Regions from separate parts of the Mus musculus genome. Here all the other regions are linked to region 1. A link is a contact called in public HiChIP or PLAC-seq data. All regions are on one chromosome and are shown on one strand. Each heading gives the region's core, a stretch centred on a gene start, on an enhancer-like site or on the middle of the called end of the contact. The rest is flanking DNA. Distances are from core to core; before and after follow the strand shown.

Region 1 (4,658 bases), core at 935-3,434:
ACACACTTACCTACAGCCTGGTATTACAGTTGCCTAGCACTGAGAAAGGCAATTTTACTTAACTAGCTTGAGCTTGATTTTCTTCCATGAGAAACACCCCGGGGACCCTTGTTACAGGACAGTGGCAACAATGGAATAAGACAAGCTTTCCTGTCCAATTCCTTTGCAGAGAGAGAGATTGACAGAAAACAATGGGAGCATATTCCGGCCCCAGATGGGCAGTGTGCCTTGGTCTGGGTGACTTCATTGGACCTAGCACATTGGAGACAGTTACAAGGCCACTTCAGAAGTGTGAAGGAATGAAGCAGTTGGTTGAGAAGGGGAATAGCAAACGGAGCAGCCGTCTAAGTGGCTCCAGAGGGAGAAATCAGGCAGTGTGCTGATGATCTTGTGGACAAAAAACTGCAAAAGGCAGTGGGGCTTAGCTGGGGCAAGATGAAGGAAATACAAACTGGGGAGGGGAGGGGGAGGTTGGGACTCACAAGATGGTGACACCAGGAGGCTTGCAAGAGACCAGCATGCTGGCACTCTTTCTTTTCCTCTTATTTTCCTTCCCTACACATTAAGCATTCTTCATCTTTGTTACATGCACATTTCCAGTGTAAGGAATCCAAAAAGACAACTTGAAAATTGCCTGAAGAAAGACCACATTGTTTGTGCAAATCAAAGCAGAGGGCAGAATGGAATGGGAAGGCATTGCGCAGCCTCCTCCCAGGCAGACACTAGCTGCAGAGGGATTTATTTTTTCCCCCTCATATATCAATGGGGTCTGTGGGCAAGGGTCCTGACTTTCTCATTTGACTTATGTGTACTGAGCAGCCTGCAGTGAAAGAGTGAAAGAGATTTCAGTAGCTTTTACCTAGATAAGGAATCGTGAAGATGATAATGTGTTTAAGTGGTTTTTCTTTCCTCTTCTTCAGTAGATTCAAGCTGACAGTGAGTGATATCTTAAGCATGGCTCCTTTGTACTCCTCCCGTCCTTCTCTGTCTTATTTGGCTTCCTGTTCTAACAAAGCGGCACCCCGTGTGCCATAAGCATTGCAGCAGGCATTCTAGGGTTCAGGAGACTTAAGACCAGGTTGATTGTTTTAGACTCCTCATCTGCCTCTCTCTCTCTCTCTCTCTCTCTCTCTCTCTCTCTCTCTCTCTCTCTCTCTCTCTCCTGGAATCTTCCTGTGGCAGAAGGAGGGTGTATGCTATGGTGGCTCTTCCCTGAGGAATGATAATCCTATTCAAGAGGCCCATTCTTGTGACCTAATCTCCACTGCCATTATATTAGGGGTCATTTCAATATCAGGATCTGGAAGAGACACAGACCTTGAAGCTACAGCAATAGTCCCATTCAGATTATTTGAGACAGTTTGGAGACCACCCTTTACTGCCAGTGGGAAGTGGCAATTCCTGGATCTATTAAAATTTCAAGGCACTAACTTATGCTTTAAACATTTATTTTAAAACTTCTACCAGTTGGCTCTGAGTACTGATGCTTTCCAGTCATTGTGTCTTATCTATGACTTAGAACATCCTAAGTGCTGGGAGACAACTGGCTTAGACCTCTGACCACGGATGAGCTATGTTCAGTTCACTCATCTGTTTGAGTTTAGGGTCATATGTTTGCACTGAGGCCATGTCCTTCCAGGATGAGAGGACACAGAAAGGGCTGACTGTTTCTCTCCAGCACCTACTGTGAGCACAGGGCTTTCCTCTGGTGCAGGGGGTCTATCTTTGGTCTTGTAAAAGGAACCCAAAGTTTCCCAGCAGGAGTAAGAAGCTGGAGAACATATCCAGCCACAGATGCATTAATTTAATTTCATGGCCTGGCATCAGCTGCTCCTCTGCACTTAAAAGGGACATTTGCACCCATCTGTCATCTCTCCTTTCATTTCAGAATCTCTTTGCTCTTCTTTCTCTCCTTTCACTCCTCCCCCACCACAACTTGATGAAATAATGGGACACATTTAAAACCCAAGCCTGCAATTCAAATTCTGAAGCAATGTGATTTTGTTCCACTCCAAGTCAACCAAAGGGTGTCTTGGGAGTAGAAATCAAGGGGCCAAACAAAAGCCAGCCAGAGAGGGAAGATTTGAATGCAAATGAACCTCTTCAACCTATTTCAAACAACCTGCTGTGAACCGGGCCCATTATCACCTTGTTAGGTTGTCAGCTGGAGTGGCCTGGTGGGGCTGTAATGGGGAGAAAGTGGCTGGGACCCTTTTCCAGCCCCAGTTTAGAGGCATTTATTCCTCCCTATCTACTTCTAGGGCCCATGGGAGAAGAGTAAGAGTCGCTCAAAAGAAAAGGAAGGTGGGAGGAGCAACCGAATTAAACTTCTGAAATTAGGGAAAGAAGAGAGTTCCCAGCACAGCCTTCTGACTAAAGCAGTGCCGACTTTAAATTATGCAGGGTCTGGCAATGGATTTGGGGAGCACACCCATGTGCTTGCATCTCCTGCTTCGGGATATAGTTATTTGAAATTAGTAAAAGCATAAAGCATATGGAGGACTGCATGAGAGAATCTTCACCCTCATGAAACAAACTTGGAAATGACTCTAAAAATGTACTCTTGCTGGGCTGGGTGACAGCTTGGGGGGTAAGGCACTTTCTGCACAGGTGTGAGGATTTTAGTTGGGATCCTCAGAACCCACAGAAAGCCAACATCTGTAACCCTAATCCTCCAGAAGCAAGATGGGAAAAGGAGACAGGAGAACCCACAGAAGCTTCTGGGCCAGCTGGCCTGGGTTACCCAGCAATGCACAGTAAGAGATCCAGCTGCAAAAAAACTGTGAAAGGGGAGTGCAGATACTCAGAGTTGCCCTCTGACCTTTATAAAAAGCCCTGTGACATGCCTATGCCTGAAAACACCTGTGTACACCCACTCACACGCACACATACACAAGCTTAAAAGAAAGGAAGAAAAATAATGTATTGTTTGAGAATTTGGACAAAGAGAAGCTTCTAGAATATGCTTGATTTCTTTCCTCTGTAGTCTTTGTTGAGAGCTGAGTTAGTGATGCTCACCTTAATCCCTAACATGCAGGGTGCAGAGAGGTTGTACTGGCAACAATATTTATTCTTAGATCGTAATGATTTCAGAATCCCTATCCTTAGGCAGTATTTGTTTTTCTATCCTAAACATGAGATAAATATTATGTACTTTTCTGTAAGTACATGGAGGGGCCTTATTGTCTTTAATTAGAGATGTCAGTAAGATGGCATTGGGTAAAGGGCTGTCACACGGTGGGGTGAAAACATTGGCAGGATCGGGCTTAATGAGGTTGGACTAACTTAGGGTCAGTGACCTTACTGACTTAGAGTCTGCATGGATAAACAATACATCGGAAAAAACCCCAGAAAACAACAGGAACCATGTGAGTTAGTTCAGAGGCTGGGAAAGACAGCTCCCAGCTCACCGTGAGGCACCCTGCCAATTCCGAGCCACACTTCTTTGAAAGCATTTCAGAATTATCTTGTCACCATCCCTGCACAGGTTTAAGTTGTTTTGTTCCTGTTAAGATGATAGATTCATAATCTGTTAAGGTTGCTGGAATGTTTCTGAGCTCTAGGTCTGCTAAAATGCCAAGAAGAGAGAAATAATCCAAGGGTATTTGTGCCCTTATTTTGGACTGGAAGTGAGACTGAGATTTACAATAATAATTGATTTATTTTTCTGTTGGGATGAACACGCATGGGATAAATAACCACATTATACTTAATTTTATAACAGTGCAAAGTGAGTGCAAAAGTGTGTAGATATTTAAGTGGGTAATGAAAGTGCTAATCAAGATGGTCTTTGTATTTCTTTCCCAGACAGCTCTTTCACTGTGCTTTTTGTTGGCAGGACCCCCCACTCCCCTACCCAGTGGTAATTCCACACCCTGCTTTTCTTAAGGAATATGGAAATTTCCCAGGGACAGCTGTGTTTCCTGGCTAGCAAAGAAACTTGCAAGGTTAATGAACATTGACAAAGACCGAGGAGAGAAGACATTCTGCACTCATCATGAGGGCTGTAGTCTCCCCTCAGAGGTGATGATGGTGAGGAAGATGCCTGGTGATCCAGGAGCAGATGAGGGTTGTAGCTTTCCCTGCTTCAAATGCTTATTAAAATTCATTTCCATTCAAATAGCCAAACTGCGACTCTCATCATCAAACAAGCATACTCTGTACATATTTAACAGGCAGGAGACCTGTGCGGAGTTCATGTCTTTTTGAAGTGAAGGCTTGTTCTCTAATGAGGGTCCACATTTATGTCTGTATGGAAATTTCTACCCGCTCTCCATCCCCCCTCCACTCACTACTGCCCCAGTTCTGGGATCTTTGATGGGCAGCCTGGATGCTTGTTATAATGATAATTCATATGGAGCAGAATGCAATCTCCTCCTCTAGTCCAGCTCATTATAAAGGTGAAGCCCTCAGGAGGGCAGGCTGAGAATGAACAGTCTTACAATGGTTTTATTGTTTGCTTGGTTGGTTGGTTTTTCCTCTAAGAGAGGCAGAGACAGAGGCAGGATGCAATTGGCTTCCTAGCTTCTCTAGGTTTTGGTGTTGAAATCGGCCTCTAGTCTCAGATCTGGTGACTGTCCTTTGGGATACTGGGGCCCTACTGTTGTCACTAAGGAGCCAGGTAAAAAGTGATTGAGATGTACTTCCATGATCTCTAC
Region 2 (4,658 bases), core at 1,009-3,508, 480 kb after region 1:
TTTTGTTTAAAAATTGGGTTACCATCTGGGAAAAATTTAAGTTGGATCCATACTTAAACTTTTAGGTCAGAATAAATTATAAACAGATAAAAGATGTAAAGATAAAGATGAAACCATATCAATACTTAAAGAAACCAAGATGAGAGTCTCAAGAGAACAAAGGCCCCACTAACCACACATAGTGTCAGCGGCAAAGGGAAATACTGACTCCACAAAAGACAGCAAATTAGGAAAGACATTTACGGAAACCAAAATTTTTAAAGATAAATTTAAGGTAAAATTTTGAGATTATAGTTTAACATTTTAATGAACAGAAGGATAATTTTGATAATACAGAAAGAACTCATGCAAACCAATATCAAAATAATGATGATGATGATAAGTCATCTGCAAGTCAGGCAGTTCTAGGAAAAGGAAATGCAGCTGGCTGTGAAAATCGTAAGAGGTGCTCAGCTTTACTCAAGGTATAGACAAGTGTGAAGAAAACATAATAAAGACAGAATCTTTATCAAAGTGTCACAGATAAAGTGATGACACTATTGTCCTGCTGAGGACAGTGAAGAGGGACAGTAGAAACTGGAGCCATCTGTGAGTGGACACTGCTGGTGTGTAATGTATTTTGTATACCTGCTAGTCACTGCTGAAAACTCATTACTCTGAAGACAGACTTGCACATGAGAACAAAGATGTATACACAGGGAAGTTCAGTGAAGAATGTTTGTGATGGAGAATGGTAGCCTGTGTTTGTCAGCAAGAAATTACCTACACGGGTTATGAGGCATCCACACAGTATCATGTGGCTGCACACAAGAACAAGGTTCATAAGAAGTTCATAAAGTACAAAGTAAGAATAAAAAGCAGAGTGGTCTTTTGAATGCACTTTTCATGTGTGCAATAGTAGCTGATATATCCATGCTCATACAACTCATATGCTTCTTATGTATGCATGGTCTTATCATCACATGTGCTAGACTCTCCTGAAGTGGCCACACGTCCATCACAGCTAAAGAATATAGCTGAGACCAGAGTGGGAAGACTTTGAATATATTTTAACCATTAAATGTTGAATATATCACTTACATATTTCAAGATGATAATTAAAACAAAGATAAAAATTAAAAGGGAATTCACCTCAGCTAAATGCATTTAATGTTCATTTTACTTCAATATTTCTTGATTTTAAAGTGTGCTGGTGATATTTAATAATAAACATTTCTTTTAATTTTATGTAACATTTTTAATTTTCATAAAATTTAACTTTTAAAGAGAACTTTCTGTTTCACATGTCTGGGGCATCTACACATGATCTTGATATTTAAAAACACGAGAATAAATAAAGAGGATCAGACGGAATGTAATACAATGGAAAGAGCAAGGAAGAATGAAAGTGACTCCTCACATCTTCATAAACAGTATTCAAAGGCGGCAGCGTATTCCTAGATGACAGAGACAGGGGCATACAATTATTGGGGGGAAAGGCATAAGATGAGGAAATCGAGATTCACTCAGAACTTTGGCAACAGCTGTTTGCTGAATAGTAAGGGGATGTAAAATAGTGAAAGTTAATTATATGCTTTTTATAGCGATTTGAAGTGGACCGAGTGATCTGATTCCATCACATTACAAACACTGTCGTAATTTTTTTTTTTTTTATCCCTGCAGGGTTGGGCCACTGTAGTTTGCCAGGGGCCCCACGAAACCAGCCTGCGTCTCAGGGCCTATGGCATTTTGCCTTACTACCATTTATATGATTTCATGATCTTGTTGGACATTTCATTCTAAATCAAGTTACCCCTGTGGTTTTGCTTTTGTTTTGGTTCACTTTAGAAGATGAAGTTCCTCTGACTAGCTTAGGGTCACACAGTATAGAAGTGTGGTACTAAGATGGAAAATGGCTTGCTTGCCTCCTTGTCCCTACAGCCCCAGGCTATCTAGCTGCGCCAGCGGTGGCAGCAGCAAAGACTGCTGTTTCCTGAGGATGCAGAGAAGACTGTTCTGCAGATGCGGACGTCAGCGTCTGCCCACAGAGCCAATCATCCTCATGTTAACCCGATAGATTTCTCAAAGGCAATCTCCGTCTAATTGTGTGTTCTGTGTGCGCAGCCTTTTCTTTGGTGTGCGAATGTGAGTGTGTGTAATGATGTTATCTATATGCCGTCGGGGCACCTGCACATTTGCATATTGGGGAAGAACTGAATAAAACATGAGGTGCTTTATTCCAGTGGGATGCATCATCCTCAAAGGATATTTACAAATGTACTCAAGTCCCCCAGAATCAATCAGTCTCTGAATCAACAAAGGTTCTTTGATTCCCAGGGATGTGCCTTACACTAGGATAAACGCTTTCAGGAAACAACAGAGAAGGAAGAGAGCCCCCTCCACACCTGGGAAACATCCCCTTAGAGAAAATAACTGGATTTCCGGCCATCTTTGCCAGTGGCTCCAGAGGACCAATTTCACTGGGCATACCCCCACCCCCTAGGTGCTTCAGATGGAGGGAAAGGAGGAAGAGAAATAGATGTTGAAATTGGTCACCATTACAGGCACTGTGCCTCAGGAGATCATATCCCTCCTCATGTTGAATGAACACTGGTGAGCCAAGAGCACAGAGAGCAGGGACGCTGCTTCTGTGAACCACTGGGCCTAATGCTGGGCCAACCTCTACTCCAGCCTCTGCAAGCTGCAGACAGGATGGGATTGAACTGAATGCTTCCTTCTAACTCACAGGTCACTCAGTGAGCAAGCAGACTGTTTTAATTTCACAGCTCAGGAGCAGAAGTTCGGCTTGTTTACCTGACTGGAAGCTAAGAAGCTAAGAGTCCAGTACTCTTCCCTTCTACTACCCAACAACGGTTTCCTCTCGCTCTTGGGCTGAGACTGAAACTGTTAAGATAATGGCAAGTCTCCAAATCCTCTCCCAACTCCTTAATTTTTTTTTTCACAAGCGATGCTCCACGCATTTCGTTTTCCTCCTGCTCCTATCTTTACCGAGAGCAGGCTTTGCCCATTGGAAATACTCTGGAATGCATTCTTCTGGAATGCTCTTCCCCAGGCTTTTGCTCTATTGACCCATTGTCATCATTCAGATTTTAATGCAGCTATTAGCCCAAGAGCAAGAGGAAGCCATTGTTGGGTAGTAGAAGGGAAGAGTACTGGACTCTTAGCTTCTTAGCTTCCAGTCAGGTAAACAAGCCGAACTTCTGCTCCTGAGCTGTGAAATTAAATTCAGAGAGACTCTTCCTACCCAGCAGATACGGTCTCTAGTCTCTACCTGTCCTATTCCCTGTGCTATGTGACGCTGAGTTCTTTGCTTAGTCCTTGCTGTGTAATTACCTGATACATTTGTTTTTGTGTTCAGTCACCCCCAGACAGGATGTAAGAGCTCGGTGAAAGCAGCAGCCTGCCTGTTGCCTTGTTTATTGCTGTTTATGCAGTTCCACAGACAGCATGCTGCAAGTATTTAACTAATATTTATTGAATGACTGAGTAAGAAGCCCAAGGAATGCCGCCCCTGCTTTCTACTGTCTTCTGCATTCTTTTATTGCCACATTAGTTTTTGAAGATGACACCCAAGATTCCCCTTGCCTCCCCCTCTCATTAGACCAGGGGCTTACCTTGCCCCAGGGAAGAGTAAAATTATTGCAACACTAATGTAAAGAGAGAAAAATAACAGTAAGTTCTGATTTTTAAAATTTTAAATCCATTTAAATTATGGCCTCTGGTTCATAAGGCCCAGGCCATATCAGAGATTAAGAGTTCGTATCAGAGATTAAGTCCTTCAGGAATCTTGGCGTAATGAGAAAGTCATAAGCAAGTGACTGAAGAACAAGAGAAGGATTGCTCCATCCAAGTCTAGAGAAGAGGGAAGATGGAGATCATGGTGGCAGAAGCAGGTGGGAATGGAAGCAAAAGGGAGCCAGGAAGATAGGGAGATACTACAAACTCATATGCAGAAAATAGAAATTTCTTTCATTGTGCTCTTAATTTAAACCTCAAGTATTGTTTATTTCCACCTGACCTGATCTTGGAGGACAGTTGATTCAGAGTTCAGTTGCAACTAGTGTACATTCTGAAGAAGCTAGTAATTTCAGACTAGAGAGAAGTCAGCCTTACCTGTGCAGGTAAAAGTAGGCAGCTTGGGAGGGACATCCCAGTTTGATGTGGACTCATACTGAGAAAAGAGAGGTGGGAGGTCTAGTTGGATCTGAAATCAACATCCATATTCCCAGAAGAGAAACAGAAGGCAGCATGTGGCATTTCCTGGGGCCCCCACGAGAGGACTGAAAATAACTGAGAGATTGAAAGATGCCTAGAAACCTCAGGACATGGAGGTAACTGTTTCTGGGATGAGAGCCAGGGACTAAACCTCTCATATGCCAGTAGAGAAACAGGGGACAGCAAGTACAGGGTGTAGCTTTCTCCCATCCTTAAAATTCCGTGACTTTTCCAAATGTTAGAGAACCTCAGGATGAAATGAGGCAGGAGATGTAGTCATCATGAATGAGCGTATATTCAAAACGTGTCACTTTAACATCCTAAGAGTTATTAAAATATGCATATATTAGGGCTTTGCAGTCAGGTGGAAATAAATGGGTCTGGGTATATTAAATTAAAAGTTCAGCATGGAAGTTTCCGTTTCACACGTTAGTTAGTGACAT
Region 3 (4,658 bases), core at 1,206-3,705, 430 kb after region 1:
ATGGAGTTTATGTTAGTGGCTCAATGAAAGCTTGCTTCATGTGAGTGGGTTTAATGCACCCCTAATCCCTTTGTTTGAGAGTGTCAGTACAGATTATAGGAACCTACTATAAGCAGCTACTTAGCAGCAGAGCCAGAAGCAATGCCTTTATGCTCTTAAAATTCTTTCCTTGAAATTCAGACTTTACTAGACAGTGCCCGTGTGTGCCTCAGTACTTGTCTCCTTTCATCCGGTATATGCTAGAACTCTGTGCCTTTTGTGTTTACAGAAACACCATTAACTCCACATTCATTCTTTTATCTCTCTGGATGATCTTCAGGTTTTTCTGCAGAATACTTTCAGGTCTTTCACACACAGACACACACACAGACACACACACACACACACACACACACACACACACACACACACCCTGTACTGTACTCTAAGGCACCCCATGGTAGCCATACCACCTTTTGTGCACAGCAGGAGAACACTGTGTTCCCAGCCTCTGTTCTGACAACATCAAATAATCTCTCAAATTTTGGCAGAAATATCAGTATAAAAGGTAAACAGGGCTGATGCGGGACTCCTGTTCCCCTGTTCCAGACAGTAGATGCCAATGAACCGCCTCCCCCATCATGTTGATATCATCTTTGTTTATTTTTTTAAGTGCCTCCTTTACAAAGCTCACATGAAGTTAATGAGAGAGACCTCAGCTTCTTCTCATGGCCTGGGCTCTGCTCATAGGCTCACTGGCTCAGACATACTGGAGAACTTTCTTCTGTGCTATTTTCAAAATATTCCCTTAAAAGGCAATCTCATATGTATTACAGTATCAATGGTTTGTCTGTTACTGCCAGGGCATGTGAAGACTATTGTACGTCTTTTGATCCACCCTTAATTCTTGTCTTCAAGTTAGAACCTAAACAATATAAAGTTTTCCATATTTTTCCTAACTCAAAAAAAATGTCCTTTAGAAAACTGATGAAGATGACAAGAAGTGTTACATAAAATTATGCACATCAGTTTTCAGGGCCATGTAGTTACAAAGATACTAGCAGCATCTCTAGAGGATGGATGTGATGGAATAATAAAGTTCAGGATCCTTCCCTGCAGGACACAGCCTTTCAGATGCCTAAGGCAGATCTCGACAAGACCATCCCTGGAGACCCCTGAGAGGGACCCAGCACAGCACTCTGTGGCCTCTTTCTTTCCCAGTGTCTGTCATTCCAAACCATGCCAAGATGCTGAGATGGACAGAAGGCTCCTACCAGCTCTACTAAAGAGTAAGCTCTCTTCATTCCATTTTTCATTGGGAATGCTGTGTCTTTGAGATCAATCACTCCTAAGACTTACTTGGCTGAGAGTTCTACATATACATCTATGTTTGGGAACATTAACTAGGCAGGAATCTCCTTTTGTCTGGTTCATCAGCTGGTATTTCAATGTCCAGAACTCCATTATATGACTGTATATCTTTTCTACAATCAATCAATCCATTAGTTAATCAACTAATTAGTCAGTCGGTTAGTTAGTCAGTCAGTTAGACAAAATAGTATGTGTCTTGTGTTTTGTCTTTTTGAGCAAAACTAGAGTGAGAAAATATTCTTACTCCAAATCTCTGAGTATTTCTTTTTATTCACTTTTTCCTCTTTAAATTTTCTGGTTCTATTTTCATTTATTTGTATTTTTTTTCATTTTTTGATATTTAATCTCCCACACCCAATTTTTATCTTTCTTTCTAATAACAGAAACTGAGTCATCTCAAGTAGCGTCTCCATGGTTTCCTGATGTTTCTATCTATATTCACAAAATTTCAGAATTAGAAATCTTGGAAAGATAATATATAAGTTGAAAATCCTCCAATTTTTAATAACAAGTCTTCTTTGTGTGAACTTAGGAAGAACATTTAACTTCTCTGATTCTCCATCTGTCAAATGAAAGTAATATTAAAAATATAAAGTGAAATACTCATAACACAAATACGTTAAGAATAATAAATGCTTGTGGGAGCTCAAAACCCATTGGGAGCTCCTCTCTAAATGTTGGCTGTTCCTGCTCCTGATCTTCCTGTCAGCCTTGCTCTGCCTGACGAGCTGGTGCTTGGACTTGCTTTTGAATCCTGGTCTGCACCAGACGCTGCATTTCTGGAAGAATGGCCAGAATGAGCTTCACTGTTTGCACGCAAGCTATCATTCCTGCTTTACAGCACACTGAATGCCTAGCCTCTGAAAAGCCCTCTTTCCTAGGATAGCCATTTGGTGGTTTTTCTTTCTTTTTTCCTGAGCACCTGCTCAAGCAGAACGTGTGATTTACTGCTGGTCGTGAAGGTGAAAGAGATTTTTGACAAGCAGAGAAATGGAAAAAGTCTGAGCTTTGTTCATTAACATGCGATCCTCTTTGTGTGGGCATAGGGGGAGGAGGTAAAGGAGGGGGTTGGACATATGAGTTACAAACTTGAAGCCTAATTTGCTTATGAAGACAGATCTGCGTCTGGCAGAAACACATGGCACTCCAGTCCTTGGGCCCAGAGTTTGGGAAGCCTGATGCATTTAATTGGTAAATCATCTGTCTTTCATTGTCCCCCACCAGCATTATCTGTGAGGCAGCTGCCCACCTTGGCTGATTAAATGATTTAACAGGATGGCCTTCTGTCTCTCCTGCCAGGGCACTCAGAGTCCAAATGAGTGTTGATGGTCCTTTCCACCCGGCTGTGGGTGAGAGCAGATTTTCTCACTGTAAGACTTAGAGTTATGTCTTCTCAATGCCTCTCAATGGAAAGTATTTGCCCCCCCCCCCGCCCCCGTACCCACTTGCTAATAGTTTTTGTTTGTCTACAGGATCCATTGTGTAAGCAGATGTCATACAGGCAGTTGGGATGCCGTGACATATTGTGGATAAACTAGCCATCACAGGCCACTTGGTTACCTTTTCTAGACCGGCAATAATCTTCCAAGTGGCTGGCAAAATTCTATTTTCCCCTTTGAGAACTGTGAGGAGAATGCCATTTATGCTGTAGTCAACATGCTTCCAGGGAACAGATTTTGTGGTAAATCTTTTCACTAGTTGGTATGGATGACAGTTTGGGTCACAAGCTACATCCTGAGGAACCAGCTGGTGCACAGATAACCAACTCCATGTGAAATAATTGGGAGCTACAGCAAGGTGTTGGAAACACTTGGGCTTGAAGTCTTACCCTGTTGTGCTGTCTGATCCTGCTCCCCAGTATACTTCTCCCTCCTTTCTTCCTTCTCTCTTACCTTCTTAATCTTTTCTTTTTAATAGTTCTTTCTAAACCCTAAACACAGACACTTGTTGGCATGCATGCACATGAGAGAGACCTTCTTCCAGTTCTGTACTAATGTGGAATTGTCAGGTTGCCAGGACATAGTCATGAATTTTACTAGATATGGCCAAATTTGATCTTCAAAATACCTGTAACAATTTGTATTTTCACCAGCAGTATTTCAGAGTTCTTATTTTTCCTCTTTCTTACTGCCATTTGGTACCCTCTAACTTAAAGACCTCTGCTAGTTGGGTGGTGGTAAAGAATATGTCATAGTAGTGTTACTTGAATCATTCTGACTACAGGCATGTAGGCAGAGTTCATTCCCACATTCATTTTACCTCGAATTTCATCTCAGAATTGTTATTTTGCATCTTCCATTTATTTTTCCATTTGTTTCTATAAATTGATTTGCAAGAGTTTCCTTATAGTTGAATGTCAGTGTTTTGCTTGCTACATGTGCGATAATGCTTCATTTTGTGGAGTATCTTAATTTTGTTTATGGTGTCTCTGGTTGCACAGAAATTTCTTATCTTGAAGATTTCTGTTTTTGTTGATATAGTTACAATGGTGTCCTATTGTGACATTTTGCTGTTTCTTTTGTATTAGACATAACTAGTTTTTAAAGGATTTGCTCACATTTAGATCTTTAAGATATTTGCAGTTTGTTTTGTGCTTTGATTATAAAAGTAATTTAATTTTATTTTACTCTCCATGTACATGAAAAGACAAAGATGTTGGCATCATTTTAATCCCAGCTGGCCTTGTATGCCTTTTTAATCAGATGTGAAGGCCTCTAAGATGCTTAGATTTTTCTCAACCATCCTCATTGTTTCCACCTCTTTGACCTTCATGGCACAGTGCCCTCACTGCACTTTCTAACTTTCTTTAACAATGGATTTAGCATTGTTTTTAGTTTATTTTAAAGGAACTAATTTATTTTTATTTCATGTGTATGAGTGATTTGCTTGCATTTTATCTATGTTCACTGCATGCATCAAAGTCCTGAGATTGAAGTTACAGACAGTAAGCCAACATGTGGGTGCTAGAATCAAACATTGGTCCTCTAGATGAGTAGCTAATGTTTTTAACATCTGAGCTATCTCTCCAGACCCCGATATGTGATACCTTATTGTGTGTTTGGTGGTATACATCTGTAATTCTAGGAAGCAGGACAATGAGACAGGAAGAACAAGTGTTCTAGGCTAACCTCAATTATATAGAAAGTTCAGTGCTGGGAGCGAGGAGAGGAAGATAGAAGGGGGGAGGGAGGGAGCAAAGAATGGAGGTAGGAAGGAGAGAGAGAAAGAGAGAGGGGAGGTGTGGAGGAAGAATGTCTCTTAGGACAAGTCTACATTTGCACTTTTGGTTTTACCTGTCTCCTGCCTCT

The links. HiChIP or PLAC-seq counts read pairs in DNA pulled down with a chosen protein or histone mark.
Region 2: an H3K4me3 HiChIP or PLAC-seq map of embryonic basal ganglia shows a contact between it and region 1, with 4 times the contacts expected there. The contact joins two enhancer-like sites. A contact is called at or near these places in 2 of 484 Hi-C or Micro-C datasets (embryonic stem cells and nephron progenitors) and 1 of 115 datasets of contacts at active chromatin or transcription factors (embryonic basal ganglia).
Region 3: a contact with region 1 is called in an H3K4me3 HiChIP or PLAC-seq map of embryonic basal ganglia, with 3 times the contacts expected there. The contact joins two enhancer-like sites. A contact is called at or near these places in 1 of 484 Hi-C or Micro-C datasets (nephron progenitors) and 1 of 115 datasets of contacts at active chromatin or transcription factors (embryonic basal ganglia).

The regions. Positions count from the first base shown.
Region 1 is chr1:193,730,282-193,734,939 of GRCm38.p6, forward strand. All of the region lies in intron 3 of Gm31870 (a long non-coding RNA gene), which reads left to right. Among named protein-coding and RNA genes, the nearest start is that of Gm31870, 77 kb to the left of the region's middle. Within about 2 kb of position 2,185, at least 8 of the 459 cell types and tissues checked have an H3K27ac peak or open chromatin away from gene starts, as enhancers often do. A contact at or near this core is called in embryonic basal ganglia, where this site is marked.
Region 2 is chr1:194,206,238-194,210,895 of GRCm38.p6, forward strand. No RefSeq gene overlaps it. Among named protein-coding and RNA genes, the nearest start is that of 4930503O07Rik, 14 kb to the right of the region's middle. Within about 2 kb of position 2,259, at least 24 of the 459 cell types and tissues checked have an H3K27ac peak or open chromatin away from gene starts, as enhancers often do. A contact at or near this core is called in embryonic basal ganglia, where this site is marked.
Region 3 is chr1:194,158,711-194,163,368 of GRCm38.p6, forward strand. No RefSeq gene overlaps it. Among named protein-coding and RNA genes, the nearest start is that of 4930503O07Rik, 62 kb to the right of the region's middle. Within about 2 kb of position 2,456, at least 27 of the 459 cell types and tissues checked have an H3K27ac peak or open chromatin away from gene starts, as enhancers often do. A contact at or near this core is called in embryonic basal ganglia, where this site is marked.